Regions from separate parts of the Mus musculus genome. Here regions 1 and 2 are each linked to region 3. The links are chromatin contacts, called in public Hi-C and HiChIP or PLAC-seq maps. All regions are on one chromosome and are shown on one strand. The core of a region is the stretch at or near the end of the contact, and the rest is flanking DNA. Distances in the headings are between cores, read along the strand shown.

Region 1 (3,119 bases), core at 118-2,617, 370 kb after region 3:
TTAAAAATTCACTTAAAAGAAACAAAAATATATAGCAAATATACCCAAAGATTTACACAAACACTGAATCTCTTCTATTCCTGAAAGTCACAGCAATGGTATAATTTTCTGTATCTGGAAGTGGAGAAATTGTTATTTCCTTGCTATCATGTTGCCTAACATTAGTAAAAGTATTGCTTCTAATAATACCTTTTTTCTTTCATGTCTATTTAATAATGAAATTTCAATCAACCATATGTTAATTTGAGATACTAGAATTTAATGAAAATCAGTATTCTTCCATACTTTCTCTCCCTCAGTGTCTCTAAGTGTCTCTCTTGTCTCTATCACTGACTCTCCCTCTGGCTCCTTCACCCTTCTCTCTTTGCCTATAAATAGGTAAACAATCTCATGGTTGGCTATTTCAGAGTATACAAAGCAAAAATAAAATGAAGCAAAAGTCCATGATGTAAGTAAGGACTTTGAAATTCAGGTGATAGAAAAGTAAAAGTTGTGAATTCTTTCATCTCAACCTAGGTGCTTCCTGATACCACTGGACAAACAAGAAAGTTCTGCAGGCAGCATTGAGTCCCCCAGAGCTGGGTCTGGAAGGCGGTTGGCATTTATTTTACCTCCATTTTCAAGCAACTTATCAGGGGGTTCTATTTTTGGCAACAGCTTTGTTAATGAGATAGAGGAGCTAAACACTGTAAAGAAGTGAGCAGCGACGTTCTTTCCCATAAATGTTATAATGGAATAGATAATACTTTAACAGTTAACAAATTTACATGTTTAACACAAATACATTTAATCTTGAAATAACCGAAATAGTGATGAATATTTTAAGTACCACACTTTGCTTATTTGTTTGAAAGGAAATATTACTCAAAGCTAGCCTTCAGTAAGAAATTGAAATTTCTTTCATTCTGTCATCACATGAGAGAGTGCATATTCCTTGCTTTAAACAAAACAGAGCTTTCTGTGGACAAAGGATTCATCCACAGAAAATTCTCCAATGTAAATTTAATTTGGTGTCATAGTACTATTGAACCTTGGCCACCTCACATGTTTATATTTTTGTAGAATGGATAGAAAATTAGAGAGGAAACAAAACATACTTGGTCTGCAAAGACATGTACAGTATGGTCTAAAAGTCTTGTATTCTTTTTAAGAATAAGAACATTATCAGAAATAGCTGACCCCAAACAATGTCTTAATTCATGGACACTAAATAACAATTAGAACTATTCCAATTAAGTTTTAATTTTGGAAAAAAAATTAACTACAAACTCAGTCATTCAATAAAGTGTTGTCGTCCTCCAGTGTGTTTCTAGGCACAGAATATAGCAATTTACTATTGACAAGCACTAACGGAAGGGGTCATTTCACAAGTATAACGCGGACAAAGGTGAACCGGGCAACTGATGAAATCTGTGGCCAAGGCGAAATAGCAATCTCTGAGCCAAATGGTAATAAAGTTACCGAAATGAAGCAATGTAGTTTCTAAACTGAACTGTCATAAAGTAGGATATGGGCTTCAAACTGGCATGTCAGGAGTAATTAAAATATTATTTCTCCGTTTTAAAAAGTTCTTGATAGTTTTAACAGTCTTATCGATTTCTTTCATTCAACCAGCTAACAGTGAGGTTAGAAGGAGGCTGCTGAGTGGACAGGAGGCAGTGGAGAGACTTGATGGAGGTGCTGCAAGAGATAACGCCAGGGACATGTGTTAGCATACTAGAGTGGATGGGAGATTGTGCAAGCTGAATGCTGCACTGCCCTGCAGTACAGAAAGCCAGATGCAGAGGCACATGCCTGTAATCTCAGCACTTGAGAGGTGGAGACAGAATGATCCAGAGTCCAAGGTCATCTTTGCCTTGGATGAAAAATAATTCAAGGCCAGCCTAGAGACCCTGTGTCAGAAAAAAAAAAAAAAAAAGAAGGGTGGAAGAGAAAATGAAGGTGGAAAGAGGGAAGGAGGAAGAGAGAAGGGAGAAAAAAGGGAGGAATGGAAGGAGAGATTCAAATATCCAGGTACTATCATGTTTAGAAAGCAATGACTGCACGTATGACCATGTCATTGCTTATGTGTGTATGTCATATACATATACACATACATATATGTATATGTATATGTATATATATACATGTTTCTTTAAAGCAAGAGGATTGAGTGAAGATCTTAAAATCCACTCAGCCCCTAAAGAGTCTAACATAGTATGATTATGAATTACCTTCATAAATCTGCTAGCACATATGATGTTGTAAAATCTAAAGCTTGGCTGAAGACACAAATCCCTAAAAAGGCCACATCTTCATTCATTCTCATCAACAACCCACAGAGGGAAGTCAGTAAGAAGAGATGCAGGCCAAATGCATATCCACACATCCCTCAAGCAGCCAGACCTTTCTCTTGATGGGGAATAGGAATATATCCTTTCCAAAAGGTGGTATTTGTCCATCAAATGCCTTGTGTACCAAATTTGTATGTAATCTACTTTATAACTAGCTACTTTTTCATGAAATGCCTTTCATTTGAATGTATCTATGCTCACATTATACCGTAAATAAGTGGTTTGTCTGCACTTAACTAAAAAGTACAAAAGACTTCATTTCATGAGAACACAAAGGAATCCCCAGGGACCTAGAGTCTAGACCAGAGAATCCTGCAAACCTGATTTTCACTTTGCAGGGGAAAAACAAAACTATTGCAATTGCCCACAGTATGTATATTTCTTGCTCACTTCTGAACTGTGGTCCTACCTTACAAACTACCCCATGCATCACCCACTCAGCTCACAGACCCAAGGCATAATCTGCTATGAGATCCCACACACACACTACATACAAGACCTCAGATTGCATTACCAGAGAATACCTGCCTACTAGCCTCTGCCTAACCTCTACAAAGCAAAATAAGCAAATGCATTTCCGCAATGAAAGTTTGCTATTCCTCTCATATCTAGTAGGAAAAAAAGAGAGAAGAAACAATGAATATAGCAGTGTTCTTAAATGGTCAATTCAGTAAATTCTGTTCTGGTCACATCTTTGTAGCTTAGGGTAAAAATAACACACTTCTAGTGTTTGTCCCTGTTTTCTAATTACGCACATACACTGTATGTTATGGCCCAAAAGAGAAA
Region 2 (3,201 bases), core at 184-2,683, 330 kb after region 3:
AGATTTACTGAGTCATCTCCATAGCCTAGTGTTCAAATACTTTATGGAGGATAAGAAGTTCTACAACTGTGAGTAAATTATCTCATGATTGGTGTTTGTCTAATTATGTAAAAAAAGATGTCCAAGATGGTAATTCTGGTGGACAGCAGATTTTAGCCTTACAAAACTACAGTGATTTGCTTGGGTACACCACAATAATTTTATAATGATACTAAAATAAATGTGATTCCTTTTTAATTTTTTTCTGCCACAACAAATCATGTCAAATGCTAACAAGATAAAATGTTATTCCTGCCACACACAATGGGACTTGTGATTTTTGTGGAAATCATAGAGTAAAAAGTGTCTTTAAAATGGATATTCATTCTTTAGAATGAAAAAAAAAACACACACACAAAAAAACCAGAAGTGTAACAGCATAGAAGCCCATGCCAAAAAGTTAAAAATAATTACCCAATTACAATTACTCCTAAGTGTATATAGTCCACTGTTGTCACCAAATAAATCACACTGAGAGCTGCTCACACAGCTTCGGAGTCGAGGCCTGCCTATTTGTATTTAAATTGCCTCATATTCAATTTTAATTGCTTTATATGTCTCTTTTCTCTCATTGTTATTTAGCTTATTGATAAAATGTAAGTGCCTCGTTTTTAAAATTTGTCCATAATCTTTTATTATGCATTAAGTAATTTCAGCTACTTACTACCTTCCCCCAGTTACAGTAAACACGTGATCTGATATGTGTGCAAAAGATATGCGTGCACAATACAGTAAAACAAACACGGCAAACAGGGACTATTTCTGGCTTTTTGCACACGCCTTTATGATGAGATGGTCTGTTTATTTTTCACCAATCCTTTTTAACAGATGTAATTGGGTTATTTTAGGAACATGATTAGTTCATCAATAATACTTAACCAACCATAACATCAAGATCAGCCTGGAATGGGAATGGCTATAGAATGTGATGACTCACACCATCTATTCTGCTGGAAGGACTGGCAAGCATCATTTTACCGTTTTATAAGACAGGACACCGGTTTGTGATTACTTCGGATGCAATGCACCCAGTCGCTCTGAGTGCTCCAGACATAGCGTGTGAACTCTACTAGCTGGCATGATCCATTTCTCTGCCCCTCGGCCACTGGCAGATATCCAGTGTGAAGCGCAGTTAGATGGAATCATGAATAGGACAAAACAGAGGAAGAGAGACCATAGGTAGAAAAGAATCAGCTTTCATAGTGGACTGTGCCTTGAAAAAAAAACCTGGAATTCCCATGTATTTGAGGCTTCCTGCAGGAGAGCAGGCAGTATCACCAGATGTTTTACATGCAATATGGCGGCTATACAAGAAAAAGGACTGTTGCCAACAAGACATTTTCCAAATAGTGGGAAGCAGGTATACAATGATCTCAAAGATCCAGAGTTTATACATCCTGAGACAAATTGTATATAGTTTACTCCATGCATACATTCTGTCTGTGAATGGTACGCACACAATTAACTGAAAGGGACCTGCCAGCATTGGCCAAATGGTTTCAAAAGTTGATCAGCCAACAATCATTTTCAAGGAAATAGCCAAAACCCAGAATTGCACTAACTCACATTTACATCATTGGGAAGGACAATATATAACACTTAAACAACCATAAATGTGTTACTTTAGGGAATTAGTCCCTACTTCTGATTCACACTAAAGAGCATGAGCTGGTATCAATTAATAATGTAGGTAAAAGTTGGCATGAAAAGGGGATGAAACATGCTCATATTAATCCCAAAGTTTCCAGCACTGCCCCCTCAAATAAATTTAGTGCAACTTCTTTGTAACTCTGAGTCATCATCTAACTCATTACAATAATATAATCAATATATTATTGAGACAGAAATCTCTTGGTAACATGGCAAGACTAGTAATGCTAGGTTCTAAATTAATGTCAGTGTCTTGCACATGTGTCATAAATGGCTAACCAAGGGACACCGGATCGTCCCTGTGGCTGAGATAATTGTTCTGCTTTCAAATTCCTGAAGATCTATTGTATTAGTTCCCAGGGCAAAGCATCTCTCTCTCTCTTTTCTTCTTTCTCATTCTTCAATCATAATAAGAATTAGAAAACACATTTGACAAACAGATGACTGAAGATAATGGACACTCTGCAGCAATAATAACATCCTGATTACTGGTTTCATGGTGTCACTTGGGGGCATCTTGGAATTTCTTACTAAGATACTTTTACACATATTACGGGCCCTATGACAACTTCCAATGTATGATGCAAAAGAATGGGCTGAGGTCATTTTTAGAATGAAGTACTTCAATTAAGAATCTATGAAAAAGTGAAATACTATATGTTGCCCCATTAATACAGGTAGTCTCTTATCCTGTAGGGTAGCCACTAAAATATGGCATGCATGGTCCTCATAGTTTTGGAAGCTGCAACTCTATAAGTTGTTTTGAAGGAGATTTATTAATTCTACTTTAAATTCTTTACATTGCCATTTTGTTATATTTTCAAATAGTCTTACATTTTATATATTTATTTTATATTTTCTATATTTTAGGTTACATTATAACCATATCTTGATGTAGTTTAGATTCAAAAACACAGCTGGCTAGAAATGCTGATTAGAGAACACGAATGTGTGCAATGGTGAAAGCTCTGAACCGGGGCCAACAGATTGGATCAGCAGGCAGAGGCATTTGCCAGAACATGATAACTATAGTTCAGTCCCCAGGACCCACAGCGTGGAAGAAAAGAACAGATTCCTTCAAACTGTCTTCCAACAACTACACATATACTGTGGCACAAACACATGGGCACATGCATGCATGCACACACACACATACCCCCACACCCCACACACACTAATATTTTTAAAATTAAGCTGTGCTCATGACAGAGAGATACTATTTAAAATAAAAATAGTTTTAATGAGAAAAGATGCTGTAGGCAGCTAATTAACATTTCATAAATATGGAGACACAGAACTGTATCTGTAAATGAGAAGGAACGTCTACTTTGAAAGACGGGTTCATTTAAGGATACCTTCAAATAAAGCGAATGTGAGGTGAGACTTTGGGTCCCTAAGGGAAGTAAGCTCAAGGAACAGACTCCACGCCTATGGATCTTATAGAAAGTTGAATGTGACCGCTGATTCTCTTCTTGACAATGAGTTAGTGTGTCCTAGACGGTTCTCTATCTT
Region 3 (3,377 bases), core at 772-3,271:
TTTACCCATTTAAAAGGTACATAAAAATACACTTAATAAAATGTAGGCTTTCATTAATCTCATAAAGTACATAAAATGTCCTTTAATCTTACATTAATACTTGCTAATGAAATGTTTTCATATTCATTTCTCAATCTTTAAAGAAAAAAAATTCAGGTTTTTAGAAAAAGCTTCAATGTGTTGCTGATAGTTAGGAAAAAATAACTTAAATATAAATGGCTGGTTTTCCAGTATCCTTAATCACCTTAACTTATGATAAATGTGTTATCATTTGTACACGCTCCACTCTATTTTGAGTAACCAAAAATGAAAACATGACACATATTAGAATTCCAAAATAGGCTACTACTTTTGCTATTAATTATTACTTCAGCATTATTGTAAACCATTTTCACCATATAAATATTGCATTTCCCCATTTAGTTGAAAGCAGTTAATATATATATATATATATATATATATATATATATATATATGAAAGTTGAAATTTTATTATTATTGAAAATTAGCTTGTTTGTTCAATCTAAATCGTTTCCCTTCTCTGGGCTGTCAAGTGTAGACGCTGTCTAGCTGTGAAGAATTGCCCTGATTTGACTTTAACCTTAGATCAAACACTGAAACACAAGAGTAAATCTACTTAATTTCTGAGCAAATAAAAAAGTATCTAAAATTTCCCGAGCTGAAATGTTCCAATATATTTTCAAAAATCTATGATTGCACAGCAAATAGATAGAAATTTCTTCATAGATAGGAATTACCATAAACTTTGAGAAGAATTTATTAGTCTTAGGGCATAGGATTAGTGAAGAAAAACAGTGAAAAAAAAGTTGTTCGATTTGTTTCTGCCAAAGTCTTTAACAAAAAGAAAAATCTCTAGTTTAGAAAGAAGATTATATTTTCCACATCCAAAATAAAGAAAAGTTTACTATGCATCCAGTCACCTTGATTCCCAAAACCACCACGAGTAAAACACAATGCGGAGATGTGTCTCACATATAACCTTGCCCTTTGTCATTTTCGTAAACGAAAAGCAAATAAACAGCAATTGTCGCCACTCTAAAATGCACGGCCGCGCTCGGTGGCATTTATCCTTCCGCCTTCCCTCATTTATTATTGCGGGTAGACTGTTTGCCACCACCACTGCTGGGGAGGTCTGACACAGGGAGGGGAGGAGGAGTCGATGGACAGCGCCTATTATCTCTTCCCTACTCTCTCTTGCCCTTTTATGGCCTATAACTTCATTCAATCTACAGCTACATTTATGTCCCTTTTACAACAAAAAGGGTCATAATGCTGCCTCTGCTAATAGTGAAATTGTCTAATTTGTGCATCTTCTTTTAAGCCTTGGGACTGGTCTCCATCTCAAGTTATGCCTGGGTTTGTCCCATCAACTTTGAAAATGATGGTCCTGTTTAGGTTCTGCTTCCTGCCAGAACTGCCTGACTTCTGTGCGAGACCCTCAGGCAGACCAAGAGGGAGGAGAAACCTGGAGTGAACCGCGCAGGGACACCCAGAACATATCCAGAGCGCTTAGGGTGTCCCAGGAGATGGCAGGTTTGGATCCAGGGAGCTAGCTGCCGGTCAGCTGACATCCAGAGGGCCCCAGTGCAGGAATCTGAAGAATTTGCTTGCTCAGAAGATGAGAGCTAGAGGGACTCCCCATTCTGACCCCAGCGCGCGCCGGCTGGGGACCAGCAGGGCCTCCCTGCAGCTGCTGCCAGTGCTGTCCCCGCTGCCGCGCTGGAGACTGCAAGGAGTGGGTTGCTGGGCGGGCCTGGCAGCTGCTCTGCCTGGACTGCGGCCCCTGACATCTCTCTCTCTCTCTCTCTCTCTCTCTCTCTCTCTCTCTCTCTCTCTCTCTCTCTCTCTCTCTTTTCTCTGTTTCCCTTTTTTTTCCCTTTTCGCTTTGCCTGGTTGCATGACAACTACAAAGCAGAAAATGGTCCCCACAAACGGAGGAACCTGGAGTACAGTAGTTCGGGCTTCTAACAAAGCCAGACTCGCGGTCCTCCTGTCTCTTCTCCAGCAGCTGAGCTTTTCCCATCTCCTGCCGCTGCTGCGGTGCTTTGTCAGCCTTTCTCTGAGAACTCCCACATATTCTCCTCCTCCTTTCAAACTGTCAAAGATGCTTCACCCCCTCGGCACCCCACCCCCTACAAAAGAAGGGGGAAAACATGCTTTTTTGTTTGGTAAAAGTGAGGTAAAAATCTCGAAGAGAACTTTGTATTTGCAACTGAGATTTTACTACCATTTCTTTATTAGAAAACGAATCTTCAAGTCCAGCATAATAAAATAAAGCTCAAATGGATGAATATGGCAGGTTAGGGAGCAATTAGCTGCTAATTTGGGAGAGCACTTCTTGATTTCCCTGACCAGCCCATTCATGTTCCTTCCCTTCCTAAGATTTTCTTTCCTGTTCAAGGCTAAAAGCTGGCTATGATTCCGCTCATAAAAATATGTCACAGCAATTGGAATTTACCCTTTGACCTTCTACCTGCTCACTGCCACCTCTCCTCTACACACACACACACACACACACACACACACACAGAGAGAGAGAGAGAGAGAGAGAGAGAGAGAGAGAGAGAGAGAGTCAGTAGCCAGCTAGTTCACTTCACAGATGGAAGTGTTGCCAGTGAAAACTGCCTTTTGCAAAAGGTAACTCTTATAAAATTCTTAAACATGAATTATTCGCCATCCTCCATTTAAAAGCTATCTTGCATGTGAAATTTGTGGATCCGTCCAATGATCCTATTTTATATTTTACATGGTAAGCATAAATCCTCAGAGATTCTAGGGATGCAAACATACAGCAACAGTGAAGAGAGCAAGTCCAAAATGTATGGGCAGAGTTTTCTAGTTTTTCTGAGAACCCTCACCTTTCCAAATAGTTTGTCCCTGCCTTTGTGCAGTGAAAGCCCCATTACCAGCCTTGAGGAAAAAAAGGAAAAAAAAAGTGCTAAGTGTTTTGTACAATTTCTTTTTGTGTGCGTGAAGCTCAAAAAGCCAAGAAAATGGGCAAAATACTGAATCAGGCCACCAGGGCCAGTTCAAATGCACACAAAGACATTTTTACTGCATTATTTGAACTATTACTAAATAAAATGCTTTCTTCCGTTGAGTGTGGCAAAATAATAGTCTTCTCAAACGTGAATACTACTTGTTGGGAAAAGTTAGCAATAACTTAATATTTGGTTACAGAGCCATACCCTCTCTGATTAACAGCAATTCTTTGTCCTTACTGTGCATTCTGAAATGGTGGCAAACCTTTTAGTCAGGATTGGAAGCCCTTTTAAGATGTCCAAGCATGTCTTGAATCCAGATATTCAAGGATAAAATGAACAAGCTTAAACATTGTTTTCTTCTGCACACACTGA

The links. Hi-C and Micro-C count contacts between places; a contact is called where the count stands out from the background. HiChIP or PLAC-seq counts read pairs in DNA pulled down with a chosen protein or histone mark.
Region 1: a contact with region 3 is called in an H3K27ac HiChIP or PLAC-seq map of heart atrium, with 18 times the contacts expected there. The contact joins two enhancer-like sites. A contact is called at or near these places in 3 of 39 promoter capture datasets (hippocampal neurons, maxillary cranial neural crest and second pharyngeal arch cranial neural crest), 2 of 484 Hi-C or Micro-C datasets (dorsal root ganglion neurons and embryonic fibroblasts) and 9 of 115 datasets of contacts at active chromatin or transcription factors (cardiomyocytes, craniofacial prominence, embryonic basal ganglia and 6 more).
Region 2: a Hi-C map of the N1E-115 cell line shows a contact between it and region 3, with 8 times the contacts expected there. The contact joins two enhancer-like sites. A contact is called at or near these places in 1 of 484 Hi-C or Micro-C datasets (the N1E-115 cell line) and 1 of 115 datasets of contacts at active chromatin or transcription factors (embryonic basal ganglia).

Annotation. Positions count from the first base shown.
Region 1 is chr2:64,068,759-64,071,877 of GRCm38.p6, forward strand. The region is part of intron 2 of Fign (fidgetin); the gene reads right to left. Among named protein-coding and RNA genes, the nearest start is that of Fign, 28 kb to the right of the region's middle. Within about 2 kb of position 1,368, at least 16 of the 459 cell types and tissues checked have an H3K27ac peak or open chromatin away from gene starts, as enhancers often do. A contact at or near this core is called in heart atrium, where this site is marked.
Region 2 is chr2:64,031,403-64,034,603 of GRCm38.p6, forward strand. All of the region lies in intron 2 of Fign (fidgetin), which reads right to left. Among named protein-coding and RNA genes, the nearest start is that of Fign, 65 kb to the right of the region's middle. Within about 2 kb of position 1,434, at least 2 of the 459 cell types and tissues checked have an H3K27ac peak or open chromatin away from gene starts, as enhancers often do. A contact at or near this core is called in the N1E-115 cell line, where this site is marked.
Region 3 is chr2:63,700,915-63,704,291 of GRCm38.p6, forward strand. No RefSeq gene overlaps it. Among named protein-coding and RNA genes, the nearest start is that of Gm8541, 130 kb to the left of the region's middle. Within about 2 kb of position 2,022, at least 122 of the 459 cell types and tissues checked have an H3K27ac peak or open chromatin away from gene starts, as enhancers often do. A contact at or near this core is called in the N1E-115 cell line and heart atrium, where this site is marked.